2 separate regions of the Anas platyrhynchos genome follow, and region 2 is linked to region 1. The links are chromatin contacts, called in public Hi-C maps. All regions are on one chromosome and are shown on one strand. The core of a region is the stretch at or near the end of the contact, and the rest is flanking DNA. Distances in the headings are between cores, read along the strand shown. Region 1 overlaps RACGAP1 (Rac GTPase activating protein 1). Region 2 holds the start of HNRNPA1 (heterogeneous nuclear ribonucleoprotein A1).

Region 1 (6,936 bases), core at 3,230-5,729:
AAAGTGGATGATATCCACGCTATCTGCGGCCTTCTGAAAGACTTCCTACGCAGCTTGAAAGAACCCCTTCTCACGTTCCGGTTAAACAAGACTTTCATGGAAGCTGCAGGTAAGGAGATGCTAAATGACACCCTCAGTACTTTATAAAAGGTTTGGTGGTCACAGGTTTATCTGACATGTGAGCTGGCAGACTTCAGTGCTTCTGCTGCAGATACGCAGTCGGCTGGGGAGGTCTCTTCTGCTGTAGTGTTTTGGAAAAATGAAAATTCTAGTGCTTGGGCAGGATATGGAATTATTAGAATGGTTAGTTCCTAGTTTCCTTGTTCCTCAGGCAGCTCTTACTGTGAGGGGAATGTTATAGCTGTGCATCTAAGACTGCTTTCTCAGGTCTAAACATTTTTTCTCCTCCCCCAGAAATCTCGGATGAGGACAACAGTATTGCTGCTATGTACCAGGCCGTTAGTGAACTTCCACAGGCCAACAGGGAAACCCTAGCGTTTCTCATGCTTCACCTGCAGCGGTATGTTCAGATGGACTGAGAGTCCTGGAAAGGGGGGATATTGCCACTGGTCCTTCTCTAATTGTCTCTTATGACTGCTTGTGAGCAAAAAGTCTTCGTTCTTTTGGAGGCTGAAGTGCATATTGGCTGGGGAGCTGTGTGGAAGGTGAATGGGGGGAAGCTACTTTTATTTTTTCTTTAAATATAGGGTGGCTCAGAGCCCAGACACTAAAATGGATGTTACCAACTTGGCCAAAATCTTTGGCCCCACGATAGTTGCTCACGCGGTGCCTGATCCTGATGCCATGACATTACTGCAGGACACTAAGCGGCAGCCCAAGGTAGGTCAGCAGATGTGAGCGATGTGTCCCACGTAAAGAATTCTGTCGGGAGGGAGATGAGGTGATGTCTGTCTGTGCATTAATGCCGTGTACCACTTCCTAACGTTAGCTACTCGTGGGTGTTTCTGTAGGTAGTGGAGCGGCTTCTGCTGCTGCCTATGGAGTACTGGAGCCAGCTGATGCTGGTGGAGCAAGAAAACATTGACCCAGCACACATAATTGAGAACACCAATGCCTTCTCCACTCCACAGACACCAGATGTTAAAGGTAACAGCTGAATGCTGCTCTATTGGCTGTGCAGCTGCTGTATGAAAAATAATGATCCTCAATCAAGGCTGCTTGTGAGACTTGGAACTAGCCATCCCTGCATGCTTTGTGCAGGAAGAGGGAAGGAAAGCATGCCAGAAAATACCAGATTTGTCTAGTATCTTTGACAGATGCTAGGCAATGTCTAATGTTGCTTGCCTAGCAGTGAAAACTCAGCTGTCCTCATGTTGCTCACTTGATTGCTTGTGTTTTGATAGTGAGCATGCTTGGACCACTCACCACTCCGGAACAGCAGCTGTCCAAGACGCCGTCATCTAGCTCCCTGTCCCAGAAGGTCCGGTCTACCTTCAGCATAACCCCCAAGTAAGTGCTGCTGGGTGCTTTTATGGAAATGTTGGTATGCTACAGGTGGTGTGGGTGTTCAAGGAGAAGTAAAAATAGACTTTTGGACAGAGTTCTGGGAGCAGCTTGGATTTACTACTTGATCTACTCTCTCCCTTCATGCTACAGTAACAGTGCAAGTTGCATAATGGTTAATGAGTGTGACCTTACAGTAGGGAGCTGGAACGCTTTAAGAAGCGGGTAAAATGTAAGTAAGTAGACCTCTATAGCCAAACCTCACTTTTCTACTTCTCTTGAACTAGATTTGGGAGCAAAAGCAAGTCAACAAGCCAGCTGGGGCGTCAAGCCAACTTCTTTGCCTCTCCTATGCTGAAGTGAAGTGGACCTGGGAGTGAATGTCATCCTAGGATTTGCACACCAACACTTATGAGTACAACAAACACAACTCCCCTCCTTGGCAGCTTGTGAAATAAGATATTTTTCCTTTTACCTTTCAGCTTAACTAAGAATTTTAATGGGTTTTTTATTGTGCAATGTATTTTATTATCTAATGCTTTTAGTATTGGTGAAGAAAGTAACTACAGGATCTGTTCAAAGTATTAATTAACAAAGAAATGGCTGAACTCGCTGACGCTTTCCAATAGCATCCTCTACCTGTGATAAGTGAAACAGAATTGTAAGCTGTATTTTTGTTTTTCCCTAGCATGTAGGCTGCTCTTCACGCAGGAGCGACCCAACCTCCTCCTCCCATTGACTGAGCTGTGTCAGAATCCAGTCTTTCAAACAGCACAGAGTCTGTAATTCTTGGCTGTACTGTGGTGGTGCAGCCTGTAATCCTGACGGTGGCGTTGTTGCATTTGTCTCATCAGGCAGAAGACACTTTAATTAACTGCCACAGAGAGTGTGACTTTTCCCAAAGAAACATTCCCTGGTACTGTGTTTACAAGGGGAAAACTTTGTAGAGGAAATCTTGTAGAGGACTGTATTTAGATACAAGGATACCGATCCTGAAGGATTCTTGGGTACTCAAAACTAATTAATAGTGATGTTCATACTGGTGAGGGGATTGAGGGTCGTTTAATAGCACCCTTGTTTTTGGGAGTCTCTGCTTTCTGAAATTGGATGTGACCTTGTGTACTGCTGCATGGAAAAACTTTGGGAGAATACAAAAGTTTATCAACTGGCTGTTTTTTACTGAGCTCTGGAAAACTGTCCTAACCTGTGCAGCGAAGTAAATCTTGAATTTCTATGTGACCTGTGGTTCTGTTCTCCAGCTAATGCCTCTTATTTGTGTTGGGGAGTTTTGGCCAGGGCCTGTATGCAAGGCTCTGGTACTATGTTACTCTTGTACTGCCATAACAACTAACAAATCTGTCAGCTTTGGCTGCTGGGGTGCAGTCTTACTGGCCCAGGGGAAGCAGAAGAACCATTTTGTTTCCCTGGTGTTGTTACAGGAAGCAAAATAGCTTTGGGTGAACACAGGGGGCCTGCGTTGCCTCCCTTTGGTGTGGGGTCTGCAGGGTGAAGGCTTCTCCAGCCTTGTTTGCACCCTGCAGGAGGTGGGGCAGCTGGGAGCCGCCACTACTGCTCCTGATCCCAGCAGGATCCACTGCAAGGATGGCTGCTGTGCACTTAACACACTTTGCTGTGGGCGTAACATCAAGTGAAGGAGCAATAGGACAAAAGGAAATGGCCTCAAGCTGTGCCGGGGGAATTTTAGGTTGGATATTAAGGAAAACTTCCCTTGAAAGGGTTGTGAAGCATCAGAGCAGGCTGCCACTTGGTTGAGTCACCATTCCTGGAGGTATTTGTATTTAAAAGACATGCAGATGTGGTGCGTAGGGAGGTGGTTTAGTGGTAGGCTTGGCAGTGCTAGGTTAATGGTTGGACTTCATCTTTGAGGTCTTTTCCAACCGAAATGGTTCTGGGACTGTCACTGGCAGGGAGCAGTGCCTCAGGCTCTGCCTCTTTTGGTGGGCAGTGCAGAGTCTGAGGTTTACTGACTGATCCTTCAGTGGAGAAAGTATTTCCCTTCTGGGCAGGATAGGGGAAACAAAACTGAAAGAAAGCAGCTTAAATCAGAAAAGAAAGCATCCTGCTCTACCTGCCATGAAGCTATTGCCTTCCCTTCACAAAATGGGACCAGAGCCTGAGTAAACAAAGGGGCAAGGAGAGCAAGTGGTCACAGCAGCAGGATCTGAACTCACCCTGGAGTCTTCCTGCCTGAGAAGATCGCTGTTAATATCACAGCTTTGAGGAAACAACAGGACTGAGGTGATGGAAGAGGGGTGTGTTCTGCAGTCCTGCAATCCAGTATTTATGGTGGTGTCATCAGAAAAAGGCCACGGAGTGTGAAGACCTTGGCACTGGGGCTCGCCAGGCTGGTTTTGTCTAAAGCTGCCCTGACCTGCCCAAAACTTTGCTGTAGTTTGCTGTTCCAGGTAAACAAGCTAAACGACTGCCTGGCTGTTACCTAATGGGTTTTAGCAATTGAATCTGTGTAGTTTTATGTAACTGTGGGGTATGATGGCGGTGCCTGTGGTAAATCTGATTTTTTTCTTTAAGGAACAGGTAGGTCTAGCAGGTGTGGTCTGTGGGCACTGAGGACAGGATGGCCCCAGGGCTATTAGCAACTCATCAGTAACAGATCATTAAGTAACACAGCTTGGGTAGGTGACAAACCTAATGGTAACAGGAAAAAAAGAAGTGATATCATAAGTGTGGATGTAACGGGGAATTGTAGCTGTGTGTGGAAAGAATTAAGTGTAAAAAGTGTAAGAAAAATATATAAAAATAGCCTCAAGTAGACCCTAAAATGAGGAGGAAGAAACAATCATATTCTTCCCAGTAAAGAGGAGACAAAAACCCATCAACATCATACTTGCCTCTGAGAAGAGCTCAGGATGCTGGTGAGTCACTAGCAATGCAAAGGAAGATGGGAGAATTTCTCATCAAAGGAAAGGGGCAACTCTTTCTTTTTTTTTCTCCAGTTACTGGCAGCCCTTAATAGAAATGGAGCAATTTGGCTATTAATAGTTTTCACTGCTGTAACTGGCCTGGTGGTAAGCAATCCTGGTGAGGCTGAGCCAGCAGTTAGACTATTGGTAAGTTCTAATTCTTGAATCCTCACAAAAATATTTTTTTTTATGCACCCTGGCTTGCACCAAGCCCCTTCTCTATCACCTGTTGTGGCCAGGGCCACGTCATTACACCAGTTATTTCTGCAGATGGAACAAGCTGAAGCTGCAGCTCATCCTTTACCTCTTGCGTGCCATCACTAGTGTGGCCACCGGTGTTCACATATCCCAAATTCTGCCTCTGCCCTCTTGGGACTGGGCAAGTTGGATGATGGACAGGGTTTTGGGTTCCAGGGGCTGTGGGCAGTGCTGGCAGCAGGGAGCAGAAATTCAGAGCACGAGTTCCTCTGTCCTGGGCAACAGTTCTTGGCTCTTTCTCCTGCTAATATTAGGACTGTTTTGAGGATGATTATGGTTCTGTGAAATGGCTATTAATATCATACAAAGCTTGGATGGAAGTCAAAAATAACAGCAAATGAGAAAACTACTAGCTGCACAGCCAAACAGGAAGTACAGGCAAGGCTTGGTGCTGCGAGAGATAAACAGTGGGAAGGAAAAAGCAAAAGAGCTGCAACAAGATGCAGAGATGAAAAACCCAAGCAGCTTTGGAGATCGCCTGAACACAGCCCTTGGCCCTGAAGCAGTTCTGTTCCATCGAATAATGCTGATCAAATGCTCCGAGCTGATTGAAAGGAAATCCTGGTTTATTGGCCCAGACGTTTCCCGAGTTTGCAAACACACCCTTCAAGTCCTAAAGTCCCCCCGCTGCCTGCTCGGGGAAGGGAGGGGTTGAAGCAGTTGGCTGTGGACAGGCCCTGACCGTACCCCCCTCTGTGCCTTGGGGGTGGATTTGTTTCTTCTGCCTCTTTTTCCCTTTGCACACAGCAGTTTGCTGCTGCCCGTGGCAAACTTGTGCTTCTGAACCCTGGTTTTCATCTTCCTTTTTGATAGTTATTGTAACTGCAGTAATCTGTGAGTAGAGCCAGGGCAGAAGCTGTTTGTAGGAGGAAATAATCTTTATAAGACCAAATGAAGTGGCTAAAAAAAAGACAGGCCAGCAGGCTCCTGGTCCTTTATTGAGTAAAAAAGAAGAAAAATCCAGATTTGTTGCCTGATTTTTTAGAAACAACAAAGGGGCTCTGAGCCCCCAAACTGCTCAGCACCGTGATGAGGAAACGCAGAGCCTGGAAGTGCTGCTCCCCTGAACACGGTGCCTCAGGGGTTAGGGAGTTTCAAGGAGCTGAAGCTGAGTAACTAAGGCCAAAACTAAAAATACATCGAGGTGCGGCAGCAGGATTTCCCTGACAAAGCTTGAGCCCTGGCTGGATATTTAAAACCTTTCTCTTATTAATTGCATTTAATCTCCCTGTTGGCACCGAAGCACAGGTGAAGTTTCTATGAGTAAGAAGGCACGGAACAAAAGGGCAGCGTTGGTTTCTGCTGTGCTTTTTCAGATCCTATTGCCTCTGCTGCTCCTGGCTGTAGCACGTTGTGGCTCTGCAGGTGGATGGTCACGCTTCTCCAGGGAAAGGAGCTGGCAAAAGCAGAGTTTCACAGGTGTCACCGCACCTGTGCAGAGGTATTTGGTTCATACACTTTTCCTGGTTATTGCACGACCCCATCGGACAAGAGCTATGCTGGCAAAAGCCTGCTCAGAAGCTAGAAGAGGCACAGAGGATTCTGCACAGCCTTTGGTTGCTCTTGGGTCCATGCTCTGAGCCCCAGTTTCTGGCAGTATGGGCATAACCGTGAGAGCACAAGGAAGTAAACGAGGCAAGGCTTATGGAGAGACGCAATATATTTTATTAGACCCACCCAGGCAAGCTTTCCACTAGGTAAGGGCTTAAATACTTGAGCAATGTTTATTTTCTCCAGCTACCTACTAGGAAATAGTTGTGCCTAACGCAGGCGTTGCTGCAGTGATTTGCACCAGCAGAGGGCACAGGGTTTCCATCGGAGAGCTCGGGCAGGCGCTGCAGGGCAGGGGTGTCTGCACTGGGTTTAGGTCTCTACCTCACAGCAGGATTAGTTTTTAACAATATTCCATTTTTTCCCCTCATTTATTTGGAGAAAAGGACATCTATTTGGAAATGGGAAGGTTTCTATGGGTAGTTTAAAAGAGAAAAGTAGGGCTCTCAGCCTTTGATGGAGCTGCTTGTGGAAGGCATTCATCCCTCTTTACCTCTGTGCATGCCCTGATTCCTCTGCTCACCCAAACTACCTGACGTGGGGGAATCTAGATCAGCTGAATTCCTCCAGAGAGGACTTCCTAGACCTTCTGCTTTACTGGTACACGAGCAGCAGCTGACATGTAACCAGCAGAGGCTGGATTTGCTGCCCTGGGGTGCTGCGGGGAGCTCTGTCTGGAGGTGGCAGTGAGTTTCTCTCCAGGCACACCTGTTCCAACCAG
Region 2 (6,936 bases), core at 2,845-5,344, 290 kb after region 1:
AGCCGCTGCGACCTAAAAGAGGGGGCGGCGGGGGACAGCCTTTAGGAACAGCGCAGGCAGCGGGGTCCAGCGGCAGCTGGGGGGGGGTTTGGGGGCTGGGGGGGCGAGGCGCGAGCTCACCTCTCTGGCTGGCCGAGGCGCTGGCCATCTCCTGCTTGGACAGGGCTTTCCGAACCTCGCAGTTGTGGCCGTTCACAGTGTGGTATTTCTGGACTGAAAAGGGGGGAAATTGGGATGGAGATGTGAAATTTGAGGGCGGAGATGTGAAATTTTGGAGAAAAAAGGGTGAGGGTTAAAGGGGGGGAGGCTGAGGGAGGCGAGCGTAACCCTAAGGGGTCAGGAGGAGGGGTTCTGAGGGTTGGAGGAGGTTGGGGGCGACCTCGTTAAGGGTTGTAATTAATTATGGGGTGGGTGGCAGGGGGATGGGGCCAGGCTCCTGTCCTGACATCCCAGTGACAGGGCGAGGGGCAGCGGATGCAAGATGGGGCTCCTTTCTCCCCAAAAAACCCTCCTTTCCCCTCCAAAAACCCTTTCTCCCCAAAAACCCTCCTTTCTCCCCAAAAAACCCTCCTTTCCCCCCAAAAAACCCTCCTTTCCCCCCAAAAAACCCTCCTTTCTCCCCAAAAACCGCTTCTTTCTCCTCCAAAAACCCTCCTTTCTCCCCCAAAACTGCTTCTTTCTCCCCAAAAAACCCTCCTTTCTCCTCCAAAAACCCTCCTTTCTCCCCAAAAAACCCTCCTTTCTCCCCAAAAAACCCTCCTTTCTCCCCAAAAAACCCTCCTTTCTCCCCAAAAAACCCTCCTTTCTCCCCAAAAAACCCTCCTTTCTCCCCAAAAAACCCTCCTTTCTCCCCAAAAAACCCTCCTTTCTCCCCAAAAAACCCTCCTTTCTCCCCAAAAAACCCTCCTTTCTCCCCAAAAAACCCTCCTTTCTCCCCAAATGAGATGAGACTTGTGCATGGGGAGCGGGGCAGAGCACCGAACAGGCAGCCCAGGGTGGCTGTGGGGTCTCCTTCTTTGGGGTCCCCCAAAAAATCCCACCTGGAGGCTCTCCCTGCATGACCTAACCCGGACGATCTTTTAGGATGCCTCCCACCCTAAAAGATTCGGGGCTTTTTGGGGGCACTTACTGACGATCTTGTCAACGGAGTCGTGGTCGTCGAAGGTGACGAAGGCGAAGCCCCTCTTCTTGCCGCTGCCGCGGTCCGTCATGATCTCGATGACCTCGATTTTGCCGTACTGCCCGAAATAATCCCGCAGGTGGTGCTCCTCCGTGTCCTCCTTGATGCCCCCCACGAAAATCTTCTTCACCGTCAGGTGGGCGCCAGGCCGCTGCGAGTCCTTGGGGGGGGGGAAAAACGGGGTGTGGGGTGGGGATGGGCAAGCCCTGGGTACCCTAAAAGCCACCCTGGGAACCCAAAACTCATCCCAGGCATCCCAAAAGCCCCTTGAGAACCCAAAACTGCTCCCTGGACACACCAAAACTCCCCCCCCCCGGCACCCCAAATGTCCCCTGGGTACCACAACCCCCCCAGGAACCCCAAAACTCCCCCCCTGGGCACCCCAAAAGCCCCCTGGGAACCTAAAACTCCCACTAGGCACCCCAAAACCCACCCTGGGCACCCTAGTGCCCCTACCTGGGAACCCCAAAACACCCCTGGGCACCCCAAATCCCCCTCCAGGGAACCCAAAAGCCCCCCAGGAAACTAAAACTCCCCCCAGGCACCCAAATACACCCCCAGGCACCCCAAAACACCCACTGGAAACCCAAAAGCCCCCTGGGAACCTAAAACTCCCCCCCAGGCACCGTAAAACCCACCCTGGGCACCCCAAAACTCTCCTAGGAATCCAAAACTCCCGCCGGGCACCCCAGAAGCCCTCATGTGAGCACCCCAAAACTCTCCAGGGCACCCCAAAAGCCCCCCAAGAAACCCAAAACTCCCCCTGGCCACCCCAAAAGCTCCCCAGGCACCCCGAAACTCCCCTCCTGGCCACCCTAGCCCATCCCAGGCTCCTCACAGAACACGGGCAGAGCCTCGCAGGGGCTCTGGGGATCTCAGCCCCCCCATCTCAGCCCCCCCAGCCCCTTTCCTACCTCCCTGGACACGGCCCTCTTTGGTTCCACCACCCTGCCGTCCACTTTGTGGGGCCGGGCGTTCATGGCGGCGTCGACTTCTTCCACCGAGGAGTACGTGACGAAGCCGAAACCTCGCGAGCGCTTGGTGTTGGGGTCCCTCATCACCTGCGGGGACACAAGCGGGTGAGGAGGGGGCTGCAGCACCCCCCAGACCCCCCCCCATAACACATCGAGGGGGGATTTGGGGCCACGGCTCCGTCCCTTCCCTTTTTCCCTCGTTTTTTTAGGGTTTTTGGCCCGAAAATGGGATGCGCTCTGCACGGAGCTCTATCCACCCCCCAACTCCCCACCCCGTGGGGGGGTCCCCGAAGTCGTCACCCACCCCTGGAGCCCGCGGGGGGGGCCGGGGTCCTCACCACGCAGTCGGTCAGGGTGCCCCACTGCTCGAAGTGGCTGCGCAGGCTCTCGTCTGTGGTTTCGAAGCTGAGGCCGCCGATGAAGAGTTTGCGGAGCTGCTCCGGCTCCTTCGGAGACTGCGGGGTGACAGCAATGAGGGGGGGGGTTATTAAGGCCCCCCCACCCCAATTCCTCATCACAGGGTACCCCAAATCCCCTCCATGGGGCTCTTCAGGTGCCCCAATAGGCCCCCCTCTAACCCCATGGAGACCCCATTGTCCCCTCCCCACCTCAAGGCTGTGCCCCCCCCCAAGGGACCCCAAACAGCCCCCCCACAGCCCCTCTCTGGGCTCCTGTCTCCCTACAGCCCCTCCCTGCCCCCCTACAGCCCCTTGGGGGGGTCCTTTTGGACCCAACCCCCTTCCTCACCCCCCACCCCCCCGGACTGCCCCCACCCCCAAACACCCCAACTCCACCCCCTTTCCTTTACCAACTCCCCACAAATCCCAAACAAATCCCTAAATGGGGAGGGTGCTCAGCCCTTAGCAAGACCCCAACCCAATTTTACACCCCAGAACCCCCAAATAACCCCAAGAGGGGGGGGCTACAAGAGCTTTATAGAGCCCCCAGCCCCACATTTATAACTCCAAACTCCTGAATAAATCCCAGGGAGGGGGGGGCTGCGCAGCCTTTAGCAAGACCCCAACCCCATTTTACACCCCAGAACCCCCAAATAACCCCTGGGGGGGGGAGCTGGAAAAGCTTTACGAATCCCCCAGCCCCAATTTTTGCCCTAAAACCCTCAAATTAATCTTTAAGGGGGGGGGGCGCAGAGGCTTTAACACCACTTCACACCCCAGAACCCCCAAATAACCCTGGGGGGGGCCCTACAGAGCCTTTACAGCGCCCCCAGCCCCACTTTTTCCCCCCCCAAGCCCCCCCAAAGACCCTTCCCACCCCCCAACCCCCCCATAAAGCCCCCAACCCCCCCCCATAACCCCCCTATGACCCCCCCCACCCCCCCTACAACCCTTCCCTTCCCCCTCCCCCCCCTTCCACCAGGACGCCCCCCCCCCCCATTGTCCCCTCCCCCCACCCCAACCCCAGGAGCCCCCCCCTCACCCTGCGCGCCGCGCATGCGCAGACGCCGCGCGGCCGCCATCGCCCACCCGAGCACAAAGGCGCGCACGTGGCCCCGGCGCGCGCGCGCGCCCAGGGAGGGGAGGGGGGAGGGAGTGTGGGGGGGGCAGCGCGCGCCCCCCTCCCCTCACGCATGCGCCCTAGCGGCGGGGGGTCGCGGCGGCGCATGCGCAGCGCGCGGCGGGCGGGCGGGCCGCGCAGGCGCAGTGCGCGCGCCGGGCCCCGCGCGCTAGGCCCGGAGGGGGGGCGGCGGGGGGCGGGGAGGCCGCGCTCCGAGCCCGGGCCGGGGTTTGGGGAAGCGGCGGGGCCGGGGAGGCCTCACCTCGGATTTAGCCATGGCGGCGGCGCGGCGCGGGGAGGGGCTGGGCGGCGGCGGGCGGCTCGGCGCGCGATGCTCCCTCTGCGAGGCGCCGACACAGAAAGGGGCCGAGCGACGCGAGCGCCGCCGCCTCACTCCGCCGCCCCCGCCGAGAGCCCGCCCCCCGGCCGCTCCCATTGGGCGGCGCCGCCCGCCCCGCGCCCCCGCGCCGCACCCCATTGGGCGGCGGGGAAGAGAGCCGCGCTCTCATTGGTCAGGATCAACCGCCCCTCCCGCGCCGCCGCAGCCGATTGGGTGAGCCGAGCCAGAGCCCGCCCCCGCCGCGCGCCGATTGGGCGAGCCCCCCGCGGCCCCGCCTCGCGCCGCTTTTCCCGCTTCGGCCCGGCGACTGCCTCGCTGTGCTCTGATTGGCTCCCTCCTCGCGCGTCCCGCCCCTCGCCTCCCTCTGATTGGCTATCCCGCGGGGGACGCGCTCCCCATTGGCTGCCGCCGCCGTCACTCAGCGCTGCCCCGCGGCGGGCCCGGCGCAGCTCGGAGGAGCCGGACGAGCTCTGCTGGGAGCGGCGGCGGCGAGCAGGGGCCGCCCGCCCGGCAGCGCCCAAGGTGCGGCGGGCACTGCGCATGCGCGGGGCTTTACAGGAAAGGAGGGGGGAGCGGGAGAAAGAGGAGGGGGGGAGGGAGGGGAGCGCGCATGCGCGGAGCGCGGCCGGCGGCGCCTGCGCGCTGCGGGCGCTTTTGGCGGGCGGAGCGCGGAGCGGCGGCGGCGGCGCTGAGGGGCGGCGGGAGCGAGGCGGAGGGGCCCGAGCCGGAGCCGCTCCCCGGGCAGGTGGCGGCGGCGGGAGGCGGATGAATGGGGGGCAGGCCGCGGGGGCGGGACCCGCCGCTTGGATTGGCAGCCGCGCGGGCCAATGGCGGTCGAGGAGGGGCGGGAGCGAGGAGCTTTGGGGGATCAGCCAATGGGGTGGCGGGGAGGGCGGGGCGGGGAGGCGAGTGACAGCGCGTTGGGCCAATGGGGTGGAAGGAGGGGCGGGGCTCGCAGCGCTGAGGGGCGTGAGGGGCAGCGAATGAGGGCGGGGCGCGGAGCGGAGTGGCGGCGGCGGCGGCCAATGGGAGGGGGCGGCGGGGCGCTGGGCCCGCCCCCGGGGCTCCCCTCACAGCGGGGCCTCCGCGGCCCCCTCAGGGCCCCCCCCCCCACGCCCCCCCCACGCCCCCCCCACCGGGATTTTGGGGATTTTTGGGGTAATTTCAGCCCCTTTTGGGGTCTCCGTGAGTCATTTAGGGGCCGGGGGGGGGGTTGCTCGGGGGCTTTGTGCCCCTTTGGGGTCCCCCCGAGCCGCCTGGAGGCCGTTGGGGGGGGTCCCTGGGGCCTTGCCCCCGGTTTGGGGTCTCCCCAAGGCCTGGGGGGGGCTGTGGGGTCGCTGTAGGGTTTGGGGCCTTTTGGGGTCTCCGTGAGCCCACAGGAGGCTGTGGGGGTTGCTCTGGGGCTTTGAAGCCAAATGGGGGCTCTGTGAGCCCAATGGAGGCTGGGGGGGTCCCTGGGGGGGGGGGGGGGAATTCACCCTTTTGGGGTCTCTTCAAGACTTTTTGGGGCTGGGGGGTTTCCTGGAGGGTTTTTACCTTTTTGGGGTCTTTTTGAGCCCAGTGGGGGCTGTGGGGTTCCCTTTGGGGGTTTTGCGCCCCAATGGGGTCTCTGTGAGCCTGGGGGGGCTGTGGGGTCCGCTATAGGGCTTTGCCCCCCCCCCCTTTAGGGTCTCTCCAAACCCATTGGGGTCTGTGGGGTTTCCTTGGGGTGGGGGGGGAGGTTTTACACCTTTGGGGTCTCTCCAAGACCAGCAGGAGCTGTGGGGTTCCCCTGGGGGCTTTCCCCCCCCCCAGGGTCTCCCTGAGCCCACAGGAGGTTGTAGGGTTTGCTCTGGGGTTTTGCACCCCAATGGGGTCTCTCTGAGCCCGGTGGGGGCTGTGGGGTTCCCTGGAGCCTCTCCCCCTCTTTGGGGTCTCTCCAAACCCATTGGGGGCTGTGGGGTTTCCTTGGGGTGGGGGGGAAGGTTTACGCCTTTGGGGTCTCTCCAAGCCCAGCGGGGGCTGTGGGGTTCCCCTGGGGGCTTTGCACCCCTTTGGGGTCCCTCTGAGCCCGGTGGGGGCTGTGGGGTTCGCTTTAGGGCTTTACACCCCATTGGGGTCTCCATAAACCCCAATGCAGCCTTTTAGGGTTCCCTTTGAGGCCCTGCACCCCTTTAGGGTCTCTCCAATCCCACTTCCATCCCCCCCTTATCCCCCCACCCCAAAAACCCCACAGCATGACGGGTGGACACAGCGCAGGGGGGGCTTCATCCCCCCTGGCACCACCTCTCCCCTTACCCCAATGGGGGAGATTTTTTGGGGTGAAGGAGCCAGCACGACCCCATTGCAGGCATTCGGCCCTATAGGGCTGGGGGGAGCCCCGAGCGGGGTTTTTATGGCGCTATGGGGCGATAACTCACAGGTTCGCTGTGGTTTGCTGCCCCTGTCATCGCCCATTAGGGTTTTCTGATTCTTTTACAGCTCCTAAATCCCAAAGAGAGGGGCGCCCGGGGTCGGAACGGGGCGGGTGCCGAGCCGGGGAGCCGGGACGAGGAGAGTTTGGGGCTGTTTTGGGGTTATTTAACCACTATCAAGGCTATTTTGGGGTTATTCAGGGCTGTTTGGGGTTACTTAGCCACCTTTGGGGCTGTTTTGGGGTTACTTAGCCATGTTCGGGGCTCTTTTGGGGTTGTTCAGGACCGTTTGGGGGTTATTTAGCCACACTCGGGACCACTTTGGGGTTATTTGGCCACGTTCAGGGATATTTTGGGGTTATTCAGGCCCGTTTTGGGGTTACTTAGCCATGTTTGGGACCATTTTGGGGTTACTTAGCCATTTTCGGGGCTGTTTTGGGGCTATTCTGGACTGTTTTGGGGCTATTCTGCGCTATTTTGGGGCTGTTTAGCTACATTTAGGATTGTTTTGGGGTTGTTCAGGACCGTTTT

What was found. A called contact is a pair of places that touch in the nucleus more often than the background predicts.
Region 2: a Hi-C map of subcutaneous adipose tissue shows a contact between it and region 1, with 2.0 times the contacts expected there. The contact joins the promoter of HNRNPA1 here to the enhancer-like site in region 1. A contact is called at or near these places in 2 of 8 Hi-C or Micro-C datasets (skeletal muscle and subcutaneous adipose tissue).

The regions. Positions count from the first base shown.
Region 1 is chr34:1,444,357-1,451,292 of IASCAAS_PekinDuck_T2T, forward strand. RACGAP1 (Rac GTPase activating protein 1) reads left to right here. Exons shown (of 17, transcript XM_027445655.3): 12 at 1-109; 13 at 415-520; 14 at 708-840; 15 at 972-1,107; 16 at 1,365-1,470; 17 at 1,752-2,703. The coding sequence ends at 1,827. Among named protein-coding and RNA genes, the nearest start is that of RACGAP1, 9.1 kb to the left of the region's middle. Within about 2 kb of position 4,480, at least 1 of the 8 cell types and tissues checked has an H3K27ac peak or open chromatin away from gene starts, as enhancers often do. A contact at or near this core is called in subcutaneous adipose tissue, where this site is marked.
Region 2 is chr34:1,735,190-1,742,125 of IASCAAS_PekinDuck_T2T, forward strand. HNRNPA1 (heterogeneous nuclear ribonucleoprotein A1) reads right to left here and starts at 4,095. Exons shown (of 10, transcript XM_072031960.1): 1 at 3,935-4,095; 2 at 2,493-2,609; 3 at 2,095-2,241; 4 at 1,130-1,340; 5 at 121-213; 6 at 1-12. The coding sequence starts at 3,949. CBX5 (chromobox 5) reads left to right here and starts at 4,379. Exons shown (of 5, transcript XM_072031971.1): 1 at 4,379-4,534.